Regions from separate parts of the Rattus norvegicus genome. Here region 1 is linked to region 2. The links are chromatin contacts, called in public HiChIP or PLAC-seq maps. All regions are on one chromosome and are shown on one strand. The core of a region is the stretch at or near the end of the contact, and the rest is flanking DNA. Distances in the headings are between cores, read along the strand shown. Region 1 holds the start of Plekhb1 (pleckstrin homology domain containing B1). Region 2 holds the start of Coa4 (cytochrome c oxidase assembly factor 4 homolog).

Region 1 (2,763 bases), core at 124-2,623, 130 kb after region 2:
GTGTGGATGCAAGCCTAGGCCAGGCTGAGTTCCAGAACCTTGGCAAGTCTCTGCACCATGCTCCTCTGGCCTGAATGAGGCAGGTAAAGGCCGGGATGAGGACTTGCTAACGCTCATAAAATGTTAGAAGATGGGATTTGGAAACCGGAGCAGTACAGAGTATCAGTCAGAGCAACGAATTTCCGTGGCAGAAGAGCCTCCTTCATATTCAGACACCACAGCGGCCATTTTTGAAGTCCAGAAAAAAACAGCTATGCCGTTGAGCACTGTGCACTTGCTACAGTTCTCTGCCTTCACCTACTAGCTCACTTGAGCTTCCCAACCATCCTTGCCATCATTCCTATTTTAAAGACAGTTTGGAAATGGGCCTGGAGAGGGCCAAACTACATAGACCCCCTTGATTACAAAGCAATGAGGGCGGGATCCACACCTAGCCACCTCAGCTCTTTTCCAAGAGCTTGAAAAAGACCCAATGCCAGTTGGGTGTAGTGGCACCATATTTAATCCTAGCACTCGGAAGGCAGAGGCAGGCAGAGCTCTGTGAATTGGAGACTAGCCTGGTCTACCTAACAAGCTTCAGGCCAGCCAGGCCTATACAGTGAGACTGTCCCCAAAAGAAAACCAGCCTGGGCAGTGGTAACTCATGCCTTTAATCCCAGTACTCTGGGGGCAGAGGCAGGTGGCTCTCTGACTTCAAAGTTACAGGATGGCCAGGGCTACACAGAGAAACCCTGTCATGGAAAAACAGAGCAACCAAATGAAAAAACACCACACGATGTGCAGGATCAGGCGGCTCAGATTTGTAACTGTGAAGGCGGAGACAAACACTACTAGTTTTTGCAGACCCCCAGGTGATCCCCAATTTTGCCAGCTACTGCAAACCTCTCTGCATCTCCAGACACCCCGTTAATGGAGACCTTGAAGAATACTTTACAGCTGGACGAACTGAGAGGAACAGGGACAAGTGACACATCCCTGTATGTGACAGAGTTCAGACGAATTCAGGTGTCTTCCTTCTCTTATTAAGAACGACTTATTTATGAGCAGGTGCCTTAGCCCTTCCCCCATCCGCTCGCACCTGTTGCTGCGCAACTAGGGCTGGCACACCTAGAGTGGAAGCCTTGGCCTCTTGTGTTTCTCCTCTGGCTCATCCCTCTCTCCAAGCCCTGACACAGATCTTACAAGAGGGTCAAGTGTACAGTCCCTCTCAAGTTCCCCTTGATGCACCCACCTGTTCACACCTGTTGTGGATACCGCTGCCACAAATGCCCCGCTGCTACTCGATGAAGATGCTACCCGAGCTGGTCGCACCTGCGCTTTGCATACCCCCAGAGAGCCTGAGGCATTTCACTCCCCAGGCTCAGCGCACTGCCTGGGGCCTAACTGCCCCCGGGCCCCGCCCTCCAGACCAACTCACTCCCAGGGAGGGGGCGTGGCGTGGAAAAATTCAATGACTGAGCCATGCTGGGATTTGTAGTCTGCAGTTCTAGACTGGGCAGAAGCAGCCCGGAATGACAGTCCTGTGTGAACCCCAGGAAAGGTAAGACACATTTTATTTTCTTCCTTTTCTCTTTAGATCTGCCTATATTTCCAGGGCTGTCCTCAAATGGTCTACTGAGCAGCTGAGACTACAGATGTGTACCACCACAGATTTTTCTATTATTTCTACTTTTTAGAAAATACGTTTCCCCTATTGGTACAAAAGATATATTCCAGGACCTGCTAAATACCTATCTACACTCCATCCCTGACATAAAAGACTGTGTGGCTGGAGGGTTGGGGAGATCCCTCAGTCAATAAAGTGTTACACGAGGAATGGAGTTCAGATTCCCAGAAGCTGCATTATAAAAGCCAATATGGCAGTCCTGGAGAGGAAGAGACAGTTGGATCCCTGGAACTCACTGGCCTTCCAGCCTCACCTGACTGTGACTCCTAAGTCACCTTGTCTCAGAAAATATGGTGGATGGCCATGGAGGAAGGGTAGCTGAGGTTGACCTGTGCATACACATACTCATGCACCCCCACACATATCATCATCATCATCATAGAGAGAGAGAGAGATCATGGCCCCAAAGGGCTGTAGCTGTGTATATACAGTTGCTGAACAAACTGCCCCAGTGATACTCAAGGACATGATGGTGAGTTCAGCAGAAGCTGGGCCTGGTTGTATAGATCTCCAGTCCCCAGGAACCTGGTAGGCTGAGATGCAGGATGTTCAAGGCTAGCCTGAATGGAATGAGTTCAAGGCCAATCTGGGCAACTTAGAACCTGTCTCAAATTTTTAAAAAGAAAAAAAGAGGAGGAGAAGGAGGAGACTGGAGACAGAGCTCACTGTAGAGGACTTGCCCAGCATTGGTGAGACCCTAGGTTTCATCTCCAGTGCTAAAGCAAAAACAAAAACAAGACCAATTTCCACTGAACAGGTGGCCAGCCTGAAGCCACAGCTACTTAGGAGTCCCAGTCTAGCAATGGTTCTCAACCTTCCTAACGCTATGATCCTTCAATATAGTTCCTCACTTTGTGGTGACCCTGACCATAAAATTATTTTGTTGCTACTTCCTAACTGTATTTTTGCTACTATTATCAAATGTAATGTAAATGTCTGATATGGAGAATATCTGACAACCCCCAAAGAGGTCATGACCCACGGGCTGAGAACCACTGGTCTAGAGGATGCCTTAAGCTCAGGAGAGTCGGGGAATTCAAGACTAGCCTGGTCTACATAGCAAGTATAATAATAATAATAATAATAATAATAATAAT
Region 2 (2,758 bases), core at 171-2,670:
ACAAAACATAACAATGGTATCTGAAATGGCAGATAATCAATAAAATGAGCCCTTCCCACAGAATTTGGAAGTTCGATGGTCAGAAATGACACAGAATGCCATTCAGAGGTAAAGGAAGAATTGGGAGCTGTCTGAATATGGCTAGGTGAAATTGGGCCAGGAAGCGTTAGTGAACCCCAAAAGACCACCCAGGAGCCATCTCCGATGTAACAACATTAGGGTCTCTTTATTACTAGCTCTGGCTTGGGCTCTCCTCCAACCCAACCCTGACACAGCAGGACAGGAAGGGAAGGTGGGAAAGGAAGGCTGAGCAGCCTCGAACCCTCAGCAAGACAAGTTTTTATAGGAAAATAGGAGCGAGTGAGGGGCTGAGGGAGGGAGTGTCCAGTCTGGCAAGCATCTAATAGAATGACTATAGTTCAACAAATGAGTGCTCTGAAGCAAGACCATATACAATCGCAAACGGTCTGTAAGTACATCTGAAACAATCAGACTAATCTTTGATTGACTGTTGTTAGGAAGTAGCTAGGGAAGAAACTCACGTGGGTGCAGCTTGGGTGTTGCTGTAGGTCAAGTTCTCAGGCTTTTTTTCTTTTAAGATGGAGGCCAGTCCCAAGCTGGAATGGGTTTGGTCTCTCAAAGTAACTCACTTTTCACTCAGAAGTCTAGAACGATGGTAAATTAAGAAATTCCAGCAAAGTGGTGCGCACTGCCGATGAAAGTGGGAGAGAGAAGGCAGGCACGGGGGTGTGGTGGGGGAGATCAATTCCTTGGGCCTTGCAAGATGGTTCAGGTATAAAGTTACCGACCACCAAAAAACTCGAGTTCAAGATCGGGACCCACATGGTTAGGATAGATCAATTCCTGCTGTCCTCTGCTCTCCATACGGTGTACCTCAATACCACACATAAATACCTGAATGTAATCTAAAAAATTAAATAGAAAATGCCTCTCCCTTTCACGGCAGCAATTAGGGCATTATAGATCCTAGTTATGACATGGGTTACACTGCGCATACATGTTTGTTTTACTTGGGAATGAAAAATAATGTCTAAGCGGGTTTGAAATTCCTTTTCTGGATCCTGTGCCCTTCAGCTTACGTGGCAACCCACGCGGGTAACCCACTTCAGATATGGGGGCCAGTTGTGTGGACTCTCGCTGGTGAAAAGGCATAATGGCTACTCGCCTCCTCTGTACCTCTCTCGGGCCTGGGGCCACATGAACACACAGTCTCTCAGAACTATCAAAGGTGTCTTTTCCGAAATCCGGTCTCTATTGGTCCGCTTCTTCCGCCCTTCCCCGGAAGAGTGGGGCCAAGGGCGGGCTCTACAAGGAGAGTTCGCCAATGAGAATTGCAGAGGGTTCTGTTCTTCCGTGTGTGCGCTCCAGTTGGGTCCGCTTCCTGCGGAGAGAAGAGGGGGAGAACTTACTGCCTACAGACCCTGGCGTTTGGGGCGGAACGCGCTTGCACGCTCTTCTGCACCTGCGGGTGAGCACTGCACACGCACCCCTACACCGGATGCAACGCAGGGACCGCGGGAGTGCTCTTGAAACTAGGAGAGGTGCTTCAGGGGACCTGGATGCCTGTACTTCTCTGCTTCCCCTTCCTGTCATGCTTTACTAGAAGACATGGCTAAGCTGTCAGCCATCTATCCTGCCCTTATCTCTAAGCATGGGTCGAACTCATTTCATTCAAGGAATATCGAGGACAACTTGTATTGGACATAGACTGCAGTACTCTTTACTCAGTCTACCTAGTGAATCCTAAAGCGGTTTTCATTCTCCGTGTGTGACCTGTTGACGGTCTCGGTTAGTAAGATGGGTCTCCAGTCAATGTCTGCTTCAAAGCCATTTCCCCTTTTTCTTGTGCCTCCATACAGGTGAGATTTATATAGAGAGAAGTGCTTAAATCCTCTGGGACCCCTTGTCCTCGTGATAATAGTCTTATCCTAACACGGGCTGCAAAGCTTTGCTGATCAATCATTTACTCATTTCTGCCAGTTTTCATTTCCTGCTCTCCTGTTTTCTCCAGCTACTGAAGTGTTTTATTGTTCTGTGATGCTGAGGGTCAAATTCAATGTACTTTTCCACGTTGGACATTTGCTTTACTACCAAATCACATTTTCAGCCCAATCACCGAACTTGTGATTCCTCTAACGTGTCTACCTCTAGCCAGAAGTAGTTTTCCCATGTCTAAGTTATTCATCCTTGAGTTTCATCCTGGAAGTCATTTCCTCTAGAAAGTCTTGACAGATTATCCCTGCCTCTGTGTTTCCAGCTGTCTGCAGTAATGTGGTAAACTCCTTGTTTACTTGCCTAGAGTGTAAACTTCATGAGGGCAGGAGTTGTTTCTAGCCTGGTCTTTCCATGTATACCTTAACATAGTAGCTGGCACATAACACAGTAACCACTTGTTAATGAATACACAGAAAAGAGGCTTTTAGCTCCTTTACATTGCATCGTCATAAACTTTTTGCAAAAGTGAACATTGTCTCTATTGACCTTTCCTGAGTCCCCCCCTTGCTGCATTCTGTAGGGCTCTGAAACAGATGATCTTGGGGAAACAGTCTGAGCAAATATACCTCACATTGGATGTTGCTGACTAAGTGGCCTCATACCCCACAGACTCATCTTTTACCTCAACCTACATGCGCTTTGTGCTACAGCTACACTGAGCTTCTCAGTTCCTCCCACGTGTCAAACCTTTGTGTTCTTGGGTTCTCTTCCAAGTGTTCAACTTTACTCTTCTGAAGGAAAG

The links. HiChIP or PLAC-seq counts read pairs in DNA pulled down with a chosen protein or histone mark.
Region 1: a contact with region 2 is called in an H3K27ac HiChIP or PLAC-seq map of oligodendrocytes, with 2.8 times the contacts expected there. The contact joins the promoter of Plekhb1 here to the promoter of Coa4 in region 2. A contact is called at or near these places in 1 of 12 Hi-C or Micro-C datasets (hepatocytes) and 1 of 1 datasets of contacts at active chromatin or transcription factors (oligodendrocytes).

The regions. Positions count from the first base shown.
Region 1 is chr1:164,423,799-164,426,561 of GRCr8, forward strand. Plekhb1 (pleckstrin homology domain containing B1) reads right to left here and starts at 1,374. Exons shown (of 8, transcript NM_172033.2): 1 at 1,232-1,374.
Region 2 is chr1:164,292,922-164,295,679 of GRCr8, forward strand. It overlaps Coa4 (cytochrome c oxidase assembly factor 4 homolog), which reads left to right and starts at 1,421. Exons shown (of 2, transcript NM_001127655.1): 1 at 1,421-1,489.